Linked DNA regions of Mus musculus: region 1 is linked to region 2. The links are chromatin contacts, called in public Micro-C maps. All regions are on one chromosome and are shown on one strand. Each heading gives the region's core, a stretch centred on a gene start, on an enhancer-like site or on the middle of the called end of the contact. The rest is flanking DNA. Distances are from core to core; before and after follow the strand shown. Region 1 overlaps Adcy3 (adenylate cyclase 3). Region 2 overlaps Ncoa1 (nuclear receptor coactivator 1).

The links. A called contact is a pair of places that touch in the nucleus more often than the background predicts.
Region 1: a contact with region 2 is called in a Micro-C map of embryonic stem cells, with 1.7 times the contacts expected there. The contact joins two enhancer-like sites. A contact is called at or near these places in 2 of 15 datasets of contacts at CTCF or cohesin (large pre-B cells and stem cell-derived epiblast-like cells), 6 of 484 Hi-C or Micro-C datasets (all in embryonic stem cells) and 5 of 115 datasets of contacts at active chromatin or transcription factors (all in embryonic stem cells).

The regions. Positions count from the first base shown.
Region 1 is chr12:4,176,580-4,182,972 of GRCm38.p6, reverse strand. The region is part of intron 2 of Adcy3 (adenylate cyclase 3); the gene reads right to left. Among named protein-coding and RNA genes, the nearest start is that of Adcy3, 46 kb to the right of the region's middle. Within about 2 kb of position 2,307, at least 28 of the 459 cell types and tissues checked have an H3K27ac peak or open chromatin away from gene starts, as enhancers often do. A contact at or near this core is called in embryonic stem cells and stem cell-derived epiblast-like cells, where this site is marked.
Region 2 is chr12:4,389,494-4,396,183 of GRCm38.p6, reverse strand. The region is part of intron 2 of Ncoa1 (nuclear receptor coactivator 1); the gene reads left to right. Among named protein-coding and RNA genes, the nearest start is that of Gm51963, 67 kb to the left of the region's middle. Within about 2 kb of position 3,358, at least 18 of the 459 cell types and tissues checked have an H3K27ac peak or open chromatin away from gene starts, as enhancers often do. A contact at or near this core is called in embryonic stem cells and stem cell-derived epiblast-like cells, where this site is marked.

The DNA.
Region 1 (6,393 bases), core at 1,058-3,557, 210 kb after region 2:
AATTTACTGATATAAATTTGACTTACAAATGTCAAGCCTCTAGAGTTTTGATTTTGCCTTGTTACTGGGATTTAGGACTGCTGACCACAGTGGCTGGATGGCTGGGAATGTGAGCAGAATCCGCAGCAAGAGAACCACGATTGGCCACTGCATGGGGATAGCCTAGGGGTGATGAGACCATGAGCAGAGAGTAGCTGAGTATGGTGTGGGATGGTGCCATTCTTTTTTAATATTTCCCACAACATTCTCCAAGATCAATAGTTGCACCTACCTGCTGAGCCATCTCTCCAGCCCTAAGAATCAGTACGTTTTAGGACCAGGTCCAAACACTAAGTATTTCTATAGCCACCTGCCGAGTCTCGAGTCCCTCTGCTTTTCCTGGATCCTTCGCCTTTATTTTACACTCCGAACTCTTCTTTCTTAGTGCATATCTAACCAAGTCACAGGACCCTGTTTATCTCACGTGTGACCCACACAGATCGAAGTTCCTATACTTCAGGCCTCCTTCATTAATTTGGATGCATCATATCATGTTCTATACCATACATGCAACAGAACTCCTGACTAGAATGGTGAGGCAATGGCCGTACCCTTCTGGGTAGCTTCTGCTAAGCCCCAGTGACCCTGGGACAGAGAGAAGGCTGGAGGAAGGCCTTTCAGGAGAAACCTGCCTATCATAAGACCCTGGTGGATGCAATCAAAGGCTTGCCAGGAGCTGCATGACCAACAGCTTCCACTGAGCCCACCAACATATTAGGAGGCCCTATATACCCTCTTACCCAGCAGGGCCCATGCAAGAGTTTACTAACATGGTTCTCAGCCCTCAAACCTACCAGCTGTGTGGTTAATTCACTGAGAATGCCCATGTGGGATGTCCACCTCTCCAATAACCCCCAATACTCCCTCTCTATCCTCAATTCCCCACTCTCTGGTTCACCTAGCTGTAAAGCACTTAGCTTCTACCATCAAGGTCCTGATCTGGGCTACCATATCCCTCTGATCTCCCTGCTTCCTTGGCTATCTCTTCCCCATCAATAGCTACACTGTTTGAATTCCTGGGATGGCTAATCCTAGCTCTCCTCAGCACAAAGCCAAGGCTCTCTCCAGGACTGCAGGCTCCAGGTTGTGGCTCACAGGATCTCTGCCTCCCTCCCTCTCCTGTTCCACTGTCCTGTGTTCCTGCCGATGGACACACCCCATCCCCATCTCCTTCTGTTCCTAGCACTGTGTTCCATGTGTCCTGTGGATTCACCCCAGGTTCTTTCCCATGCTGCCACCCTCCCCATGGCTTGCTGCTCACCACCTGCAGGTCTCCACTCCACATTACCTCAAGAAAGCTTTCCCTGGCCCAAGATACTGATACCAACTTCCGTCTACCTGTGGTGCCTGGTAAGTTCCTTTCCCTGCTCTGTAGCTCATACGGATGTATTTTCTGCCAGCCACCCCCACAGAATCTATGCTCAGAACCATGTCCTCGTGGAAGGTGGCCCTGGATACTAGTGATCTGAATTAAAATGTATGCTTACTCTGTTTGTGTGTGTGTGTGTGTGTGTGTGTGTGTGTGTGTGTGTGTCTGTCTGTCTGTCTGTCTGTCTGTCTACCTGCCAGTATATGTATATGCATGCAGAAGCCTGCAGACAAGAAGGCATTAGATTCCCCGGAGTTACAGGCAGTTGTGGGTCCCCTGACTGGATGGATGGGTGTTAGGACCATGAACTCAGGTCATCTGCAATGACGGTAGATGCTCTTAACCACTGAGTCATCTCTCCAGGCTCTCATGGACTTCTTAACCATCCTATTCTCTATTACCACTTCACAGAGAAGCTGGGGCTCAGAGCACATAAGTAACTTCTCAGGGCCAAGCGACAAATGGTTCAACTAGAATGAGAATCTATGTCTCACTCTGAAACCCAGCATGGTGGCTCATTCACACCTGTGATGCCCAATCGGAAGGCTAAGGCAGGAGTGCTATGAGTTCAAGGCTAGCCTGGGCCACAGAGTAAGACTCGTCTCAAACAGGAAAAATTTACAGACACTTGGCAAGGTAGTAAAAAGCCCAGGTTGCCATAGAGGATGTAGACATTTCTAATTATTAATTATGCATTTAATAGACTACCTGGATTACTAGCCACAGCCAGACAGGAGATGCTCCCAGCTGTGGCCACAGACCACAGGATATGCTGAAGGATATGACGCCAGCAGTGGTGGTCAAGACTGGAAAGCTGCTGAGCCAGCAGAGGCTCAGAAGACAGACTTCAGGTAGACAGGGCTTGGGAGGCAGGGCTCAGTAGGAGGAGTGGCTTAAAAGTGCTGACGTCATCACTGCTGCCTGGAGGAGTCACAGCACAACAGAGCCCTCCTCACCAGGAGCCCCCTCGCCCCAGCTGCCTGAAGCAGGGATGTGCCTTGCTAGGTTCTGAAATACTGGCATGAAGAACACCCTGTAAAGTCCAAGTGGTGGAAACTAAAGCCACAGAGAAACCAGTATTCATCGTACAACACGTACAACAAGGGGAGGCGCCTTCTGGCTTTCCTCACATCAAGGGATTTCAAAGCTAAAACAAAAGCTAAGGATATTAACTGTATTCAAGAGTGTTTCTGGCCCGACATGGTGGCGCACACCTTTAATCCCAGCACTCGGGAGGCAGAGGCAGGCAGATCTCTGAGTTCGAGGCCAGCCTGGTCTACAGAGTGAGTTCCAGGACAGCCAGGGCTACTCAGAGAAACCCTGTCTCGAAAAACAACAACAAAAAATAACAAAACAAAAAAAGAGTGTTTCTGTTTAGAGGCTAAAATGAAAGTGTATTTCCAAATTAAAATGAAAGTGTATTTCCAAATTAATGCTCTGTGGCCCTATCAGGTGACCCACCCAATTTCAACACTGGAATTTCAACACTGGGGATACTGAGGTCCAGTGCCAAGAGGAAGAGGCCACACCCCTGTGGAGAGAGGAGGTGCGCTGCTCTCTGCCCACACCAACCATCTTTCCCCACTGAGCTGCTCCCCAAGGAAGCAGGCCCATCACCCTCACCTCACTGTTGCCAGGACAACTTTGGGGTTGGTACTAGAAACCTGATTCTCCCCTCCCCCATGGCCTCCAAGAGAACAAGGCTCAAGGTTAAGGGGACTCTGTGCCACGCCCTAACAGCCGAAGGACTTGGGGCACGCAGTAAAGGTCAGAGGACAAGGATATTCAGGCACTGAGCCTATGAAGCAGTGCATTCTCCTAGAGTTCTCGGCTCTCGGAGGGAGAGAAACCCAATCCTGTGGCAAACAGGTAAAGTCCTGGCTCAGAACAGCAGCAGACCTCACATGAAGGATCAAGACCCAGGCAGAGGCAGGCTGAGAGAAGCAGGTTACAGCAGTGTTCACCTGTGTGGGCGCCACAGAAGTAGTGTCTCCTAAGCCATGATTCCCAGGGCACACAGCTAGTGACAGTGGACAGCTCTCTTATAACCCTGTACAGCCAGCATCTCCACTGGAGCCTGGATGCAGCTTCCTAGGTGCTGGGGTGTGGGGGCTGAGAGGAGCCCTCCCCCCCTCGCCCCCCCCCCCCGCCTTCTGAAGGATAGGGTGTGCCCTGAGGAGGCTCCCCTGTCACTTCTCCATGCCCCTCATTCCTCCTTCTTTATTTTCCGTGCCTGCTAAGTGTTTCTGGGGGTGATTCAGGTACTTCATAATTCTAAAGTTTGTGCCTGGCAACAGGTGTGATGTTCTGAGTGCCTCTGCTGCCAGGTGCCAGTTGGGGTGCTTAGCAACTCTCAAGGTCCCAAACGAATCCCCAAAGTAGGTCACATGGGAGTCACAACAAGTAATGGAAGTTCTTCCCTCTGGGCCTCTGGCTCCGCACTAACATGCCCATGGAGCTGAGGGGAGACTAGAGAGAGACCCCAAGTCCACTCGGATATCTACTCCATTCAGCTACTGGACCACCCACGATGCCTGGCCTGACTCCCCTTTCATGCCAGAATCATGCTCAGAAAGACACATCAATAAGCCTTTGGAGTTGGCAGACACAGCTCTGCTCTGCAGGGAAGCAGGGGCCAGGGCCAGGCTATGAGGCCAAACTACTTTGTTCCTCGCCTTTCTTGCCTACTTTCTGGCTCCACCCATCTGTCACCTGAGGCATGCCTCCCTTGTATGAAAGAGCTGGGCCACCTCACCCCTTCCTAGGAGCTATAACTCTGTCCGCCTTCATCCCAAGCAAAAAGCTGGAGACCTCCACAGAGACAGTACTAAAGGGACTGCACCCAGAGACATTTGGGCAGGGTCCCTGCAGTGACAGAGGAGGAAGATGAGGGGAAGAGGAGACTGGCTGGGGTGGGGGGGTAGGAGGGGGGTCACGCAACCTCAGGGACAGGGCACAGCGTTTGCCACAAAAGCAGTTATATCGACACTGTCACGTGAGACCTGGGCCTGAGTGAGGCATTCTCGAAGGACCTCATCTGGCCTAGAACTGACATTTACACAAGGACCACACAGGTGATATTTAGTGTGGCAGGGACTTCAAGTGGCTCCTTAAAAGGGGTCCTGTATCCAGACCCGCTTCTGTCTGCTCCTACAGCCCTTTGTCCCCAGTATCCCTGTCTGTCATCTTGTTTCCGTGTGTACCACGGGCTCTGACATAGGAAAGCTGACAGAGACCTGCACTTGGATCCAAGTCGCCCTGGCTGAGGCTCCTGTGTACAGTCAGCCCTGATACCTGGAGAGGGAGCAACCACTGTCAACCGGAACAGAGGAAAAAGGTGCTCTCTCAACCAGCTACCAGCTTCCTCCTCAACTCTCCTTCAGCCAGTGTGTCCCCAGGAGCTGAAATGCGTCCTTGTAGTTAACAGCATCAAAGGCCGTCACAGTTTTTAAGCTCACCTCTACCTTCTTACTTGATGTGCTTACCAAACAATCTAAGACAATGATTTTTTTTTATCCTAGTTTTTCAGAAGGTCAAACCAAAGTCAAAGAGGCGCAGCCCCAAGGTCACACGGAAAGCCACTTCCTGCTGTCCAGAGAAAATGGCTGCAAGCCCTTAATTCAGATCTGAGGCCACCAGCATGGGGCTAGGGGTGAGGCTGGTCCCCTATGGCACAGTCAGTCACAAGAGGATGAGACATACAGGGATGGGGTGTGCAAGGACCTGGCTCTGCTGACTTCACGAACAAGAACAAGAACAATCTCTAGGGCGTCAGGGGTTCCAAGAGTAAAGAAGTATTTTCTAGATAAACAAGAGAAATGTAAGAGTCTAAGTACACTCTCATTCATCACTAAAAGGAATATAAATTGTTTGAACCTGTATATGAGACGATTTGACAATGTTTATCAACATTAAAAATGTACAAGGCTGGTGCCTAGAAAAGTTAAACACAGTGGTAGCACATGAACTGGCGAGTCCACTGCTGGGTGCATATCCAAAGGACAGAAGTAAAGCCTGGAAGAGACACTGGAATACCAGGGTTCATAGTGACATCGCTCATAACAGACAAATGGATGTGTCACTCGGAGATCCTGGTGGGTAAACTGTGGTCTACAACAGTAATTACCCTGCCTGGGAGAGAAGGGAGTTCTACACATGCTACACACAGACGAACTCTGAAGACTTCATGCTAAACAAAGACAAAACAAGCCAGATGTGAGAGGACAGCTACTGTATGCGTCTACTTACGAGATACCTAGAGTAGGTGTTTTCACAGTTGCCACCAGAGGCTGGGGGATGAGGAATCCGTGTTGAGCAGGCAGGATTTCTTTCTGGTTGGGATGATGTACTGCATACTACTATGAGTGGACTTGGTGCCAGTGAACTGTACTGTTCTTAAAAATGGGTGGAAAGTATCAAAAGATGGCCTAGTCGGCCATCACTGCAAAGAGAGGCCCATTGGACTTGCAAACTTTATATGCCCCAGTACAGGGGAACGCCAGGGCCAAAAAGGGGGAGTGGGTGGGTAGGGGATTGGGGGGGTGGGTATGGGGGACCTTTGGGATAGCATTGAAAATGTAAACGAGGAAAATACCTAATAAAAAAAAAAGAAAAAAAATGGGTGGAAGTATGGCTGAGAAGTTGGCTCCTCTTGCAAGTGTGAGGGTCTGAGTTCTATCCCCAAAACCCACATGACAAAGCCACACATGGTGGTACCTGCTCGTAAGCCCTGCACAGAGGAGGCAGAAACAGGCAAATCCCTGAGGCTTCCAGACCAACCAGTCCAGCCCAGGCTAGCCCAGCCTGCCTAGCCTACCCAAATTTCAAGTTCTGGGCCAGTGAGAGACCCTGTCTTTTTTTTTTTTTTTTTTTAAGGGAGGGCTGAATACCTGAGCTTGTTCTCTAGGTTGCTTACACACACACACACACACACACACACACACACACACACACACACACACATGTCACCTAGACACTGCACACAC
Region 2 (6,690 bases), core at 2,109-4,608:
TTCACTTTTCATTCTTCACGAATCTTCATTTGCTAATAAGTTAATCCTGTAAGCTTAATTTTGAATATTGTATTTTTACTTCTGAAATATCCATTTGTAACTATGTTCTGTTTCTTTGCTAAAGCTCTGTGTTTTCCATCTGCTTCAGCTGTGTTCATAGCTGTGTTCTGGACCACTTTCCTGTTGCTGCTGCTGCTGCTGCTCGCAGACCCTTCCCGGATCAGTCATGTATTTGCAGCAGCTTGGTAGCAGGATTTACTAATTTTCTCACCTATGTGGAGATTTTCCAGAAATGGTTTCATTCTTTCATAATGAGAATATTTTAAAGACAAATTAGGAAAATATGACTAAAGAAGAAAATAAAACCATTTGAGCTGTGTATGCTCAGTGTTTTTCTCTGTAAAGCAGAAATAATGCCAACAAGTTACTTATTGTAAAAATTTTTACATAGGAACATATGGGTTGAATATACAGCCCTAGCCAAAGAATATGACAGATGTTCAGAAAATATTTAATTTGCTTTTTTTCTGATCATGGCATTTTGAAATTATTACCTCAACAAAGTAGCATTTCAAGGGAAAAATCACTCTTTAAAGAAAATGCTAATATATCTCCCCTCCCCCACAGTTCTCTAAGTCATCTTCTTTAATATAGAGATCACCCTGTTTCTTGACCTTGGCTTAGCTTTTCTAGGTGAATAAACCCTTTGTTGTTAATGAGGAAAATGGACTGTGGTTGTACTCGTACCTTACAAAAGCATTAACTCCAAGGACATTCTATGTCTAAAAATGTAAATTGTGAATTCATAAAGCTTTAGGTAGAAAACAAACCTTCATAGCTTAAGGGTAGGACAGAGTTCTTAGACAAGAAACCAGCAGTGTGGTCTGTTAAAGAAGAGTGGCAGATTGAGCTTCATAAAAATTAAAAGCTTTTGCTACAAAAGACACCATTTTGAGAATGAAAGTACCATCTTCAGACTGAAAAGTATTTTCAAATGACATACCTAGTAAGGACTTGTATCAAACTCATGCAAAGAACTCTCAAACCTCTATAATAAAGAAACAGCCAATTTCAAAATGAACAAAATGGGGATTGTAGGAGATGGCTAAAAGTCAGTAAGTGCTTTTTTTTTTTTAGTTTTTTTTTCCGAGACAGGGTTTCTCTGTGTAGCCCTGGCTATCCTGGAACTCACTTTGTAGACCAGGCTGGCCTCGAACTCAGAAATCCGCCTGCCTGTGCCTCCCGAGTGCTGGGATTAAAGGCGTGCGCCACCACACCTGGCCAGTAAGTGCTTTCTATGTAAACATAAGGACTTGAATTTGGATCCCTAGCATCTATTTGAAAGATTGGGTGTTATAGTCCCAGTGCTGGACAGTGGAGGGAGAAGCATGCCTGGGACCTGCTGCGCAGGCAATTTAGGCAAATCATGTGCTTCTAGGTTCAGTGAGAGACTCTGCCTCAAAAAAATCAGAGGGTAATTGAGAGCTTGTTTGGAGGTTCTATCAGGGGAGCGCAGCTACTCATATGCCCTCAACCAAAGACAAGTTCTCTTCTATTGGGGAAGGTTGTCCCTTCCATCAACTGAGGACTGGCCAATTGTGCAGCTTCAGGAGGGCATACCTGCCTAGACAGTCAGATCAGATGAATCAGCCCTGGCGATCAGTGGGGTGACAGATGTTGCACCCAGATTGCCCTCACATTCCAGAGGTAATTGAAAAAGAATTTTCATGTTAGCCTCCACAAATATAATCTGCACAGACATGACATGTACTAACACATACACACAAAGTTAATCAAACACAGATATTTCATCAAAAGTTGGAAGTAAGTGCAATTGAAAAGATAGTTGAAATTATGAGCCTTGCAGTCTTTCCACTGCCTCAGGGAGATTCAGATTAAACCCACAATGATCCACTACTAAACAAGTACTTAACGTAACTAGTGTAGGAAATCAGGACAATACAATGATCCACTACTAAACAAGTGCTTAACGTAACTAATGTAATGTAGGAAACCAGGACAATACAATGATCCACTACTAAACAAGTACTTAACGTAACTAATGTAGGAAATCAGGACAATACAATGATCCACTACTAAACAAGTACTTAACGTAACTAGTGTAGGAAACCAGGACAATACAATGATCCACTACTAAACAAGTGCTTAACGTAACTAATATAGGAAATCAGGGCAGTACCAGGACATCCAAGATGCAGAAAAACTGGTTCTCTTGAATACGGCTCAGATCAATGAAAATATTACATATGTATAATTATGTTATTAATTAGTACTGGAACAAATTTCTATTCTCATAGAAGTTGCAAATTTGGACAAGATTTTCATATATTCCACTTTCCCATAGTGGTAACAACTTACATTCAACCTTGGTCCATATCTTTAATTAAGCAATACATCCGTCTATGTTATTCACAGCCACACATGCTGAAAACAGCCCACATGGTTGTGAAAGTATGAAATGATAAGTGTGGTAAATTCATAAGTTGATGACTAAGCAGTGAAGGACTTTATTGACACATGCAGCAGCATGGGTCTGTAGCAGTATTGTTCAGGGTGAGAGAATGTGGCCGCAGGCAGTTGTACACTGTGTGCTTCCACTTGCCTAACCTAGTATATAGCAAAGGACCCTGCTGATGGAGAAAAATCACAGACCAGGCATTTAGGGGAGTTTGACATATAAAGCATGAGAAAGTGCCTTGGTTTGGTGGGGTAGGTGAGTGTAGAACTTGTAGTTTGCACATAATGGTTGTTTTAAACTTCTATGCACATATTTATATTCTTAGAACTGTACTTTAGGAAGTAGTTTACTGCATGGTCACTTACTAACACTATTTAACGGTAGATCTAAAGTGAGAATAAGCAGAAGAGCAAAAATGATAGGATGTAAAACTAAACCCTATCTTGTAAGATGTATGGGTTTTAAGAGTTTTGAGGAGTTACTGAATGTTAGAAACAGGTGAATGAGCTTCTTAGAGTAAATCTCAGATTTAAAATTAGATTAAAATAAAGTCTTTACTCATGTATTAATGAGTGTGTGGGCACGTGTGCAAGTGTATATGAACATGATGAGGGACTCACGCCACAGTGTGAAAGTCAGGGGACAACCTGGTGAAGTTGGTTCTTTCCTTCCATATGTGCACCCAGGATTGGATTCAGGGTGGTGGCAACAAGAACCTTTATCCATGGTGCCATCTTCGCAGCCCCTAAAAAACACAACCTATTCTTTGTTTATTATTGATTGTTTTTTAATTTTATGTTTGTGATGTGTCTGTGCACTGTGTGCATGCCTGGTACCCAAGCAGTCCAATAGAGGGTGCTAGATCATTTGGAACTGGAGTTACAGGTGGTTGAAAGCTGCCATGTGGGTGGAGGAACTGAACACCTCCCCCACACCCTTCTCTGTAAGAACAGTAAGTACTTTTAACTGCCAAGCCGTCTATCTACCTAGCCCCAGATTAACACAGATCTGCTGTGGGTTAAGACACTGTGGCTCAGGCTGCCCTTGAACTCACAGCACTCCTCTCTCTACTTCCTAATGCCAGGATTACAAATGTGTTACCATGCCTGCCTTTCTTGTGTTGTACAGCCCACTCTATACTTGTAAATAAATAAATAAACAAATGGGATTTAGTAATTTATATTTCATCTAGAAATCTAGTGGATATTTTGGTTTCAAAACTATTGCCATCTTTTTGGGGGGTGAGGGGTTAAGAGTTACTACACTGTGCTAGCTTGCCTTTTCTTTCTTTTAAAGACAAGGTCTCATATAGCCCACACTAGCCTCAAATTAGCTATGTAGCTGAGGATGACCCTGAACTTGTCATTGTCCTGCCCTCACCTCCTGTGGTCACAGCATGCTGGTGACTGACCCTGAGCTTCTTGAATGTTAGGTCAGTGTTAGGTCTGCCAGCTGAGCTGCGTCAGCAGCCTTTAACGGTGTTATCTACACAGCTCTTGAAATGTTACTACACTGGTCCTGATTTTGAAAATAGCTAAAAATAGAATAATGAACTCTTGTCTGTCTCAAACAATTAGAACACAGGGCCAACTTTGTTTTTACCCTCTTCGACACCTTTTACTCTCATATTTTGAAACAAATACAAGCATCATGTCCTTTCGTCTGTAAATACTTCACTATGGCCCTAGAAAAGGTAAAGTTGTCTATTTTTTTAAAATACCATAATCTCAATATAATACAATTATTATAGTTAAAATTAATTGTTAATTATTTACTATTAGTATTCAGCTTTCAAAATACATATAAATAGTCAGGTTTATCAATATTTTCCTTTATACACTATAAAGGAAACTATATTCACTTACATGTTTACTAAAACTGGTTAGAAAATACTTTATACAATTCATTATCTTACCTATTTTTAAGTGTTAATTCATATTACCATGCCAAAAAAATCTCCAGAATTTCTTTTGTATTACTTCACACATAACTCTGTAACTTTGGTACCTTCTCACTCCAGTTAACACTTTTTTCTAATGATGAGATTTAATTTCAGTATTTAATCCATTTGACCTTTCCCCCTTTTTCTGTTTGCTGGTATAGTATGTAAATCACATTTACTCTTACTCCATTGGCTTGCCATTTTTGCCAGCACCATTTACTTAAGGGAAAGTCATTTTAGTCAGGATATTGTTGCTGTGATAAAACACCAGGGCCACTCACCCAGGGTTGCCCCACCCCCCAGTAGGATGGGCCCAATCAACATCAACATCAATCAAGAAAATGCACCACAGGCTTGCAGACAGGCCAGTCGAATGGGAGCATTTCCTCAGTTGAGATTCCCTCTTCCAGATGACTCTAGCCGGTGTCAACTTGAGACGTAACAGTACAATAGTCTTTTTGAATAGTTTCCTGGTCCTAGAGTGCGAAGGGTCTTGGTAAATACTACAGATTTTTGAGGAAACCTCTGAACAATTAAATCCTAGGTGTAAGTGTAAAACAGAAATAGACCAGTTATCAAGAAGATTGAAAATAAGCTTCAGATTAGTTTACTCTCTGGAGTTTTTCCTACTGCCAATCAGAAACTAAAACTCTTTAAATAAAAAGCAACATCATTCATACTCTCCTTTTGTTGTTGTTTCAAGTCATGGTCTTATACCCCAGCAGCAGACTTCAAGCTTACCAAGGAACAGGAAACCAGAGAAAAGAGTTAGGAATACACAGATGCATTGCATTCCAGGACTGCAGTGAAAACGTGTATAGCAGTTCCTTCTCCCTCCTCTGTGTGTCATGAGAAACCAGCTGTCACGTGAGTTGGTTTCCCATCATACGCAAAGCATGCTTTTCCTACCTTTCCTGTGTCTTCAGTTTTCTGAAGCTTAACCGAGGTAAGGTTCTATGGGAATTATTCTTGATACTTAGTTGAGCTTTCTTTAGTTTTAGATTACTTAAGCTTGCTCACTCTCCCTCCACGTGTGTGTGTGTGTGTGTGTGTGTGTGTGTGTAGGTTAGAGGGCAACTCTTGATAGTGGATTTGATGTTCCACCACCTTGTTAAGGGAAGGTCTCAGTTTCACTTGTTTGCTGACTTTTCCAGGACAGGTAGCCTATTTGCCACTCTGGTGCTGGAATTACAGTGCATCCACCCTCCTCCAGCTTTCGTGTGTGTGGCTTATGGGAATCGAACTCAGATCCTCAGTCTTTCTCAACAAACACTTTTACCCACTGAAGCATCTTGCCACCAATTTACCACCCCGATGTCTTTTGTTTGTTTGTTTGTTTAAATCTGGCCAATTGTTACCTTTTGTGAGATGATGCACAGATCTGAAGCTCGCTCTGTTTGCTTTCTCTCTGTTGTTAAAATTGCAAAGCTTTATTGTCTTTCAGGCCTGCAATTCTTTCCTCTGCACCCATCCATTCAATTTTTGCTTTTAGCTGTTGGGTTGAGTCTGAAATCTCCCCTTAGTCCCTCCTTATGGCCTCCCTTGCTTTGCTAATGTCCCTATATTATTCCTTTGGATTTTGTTTGTTTTGTTTCAAATATGTGAGAAAAATAAAGACAGAGAGAAGGCAGACAACTCATTTCATCATGGCCAGTCACAGTCCCTTTTTGGATAATTTCAGCATCTCTAGCATCTTAGTATCTACAGATCTTCCTTTTTCATTCAGTTATAAATGTTCATGGTTTTTGGTGCTGGAGAAATGGCTTTATTGGTTCAGAGCCTTTCATAGAGACCCCAGTTGGGTTCCTAGCACCCATATCAGGTGGCTCACAACTACCTGTAGCACCAACTCCAGGGAAATCTGAAGTCTCTTGACTCCTCATGTACCCACACACACAGATCTAAAAATAATAAAAATAAATCTAAAAATAAATTCCTAGTTTTTGAAATAAGTGATTTTCATTGGATATTTGAACATTATTGGTATTGTATTCTGAGATTCTCAATCTATTTAAATGTCCCAGTTTAGCTGGATATGGTGGTAGAATCTTTGAACTTCTAACACTTGGAAGGCAGAGGGAGGAAGATTGTAAGCTTGACACTAGTCTGTACTATGCAAAGTAACATCCTGTCTCAAAAAGAAAACTAAATAAACCCCGTATTTAGCCTCTGCCATTGTTGCTTCAGCATGGGAAGGAAGGCTGATGTCTGATTACCCGTGGGTAGGAGTTCAACTCCCTACTTGCCACTCTTATTACTCAGCTTGGGG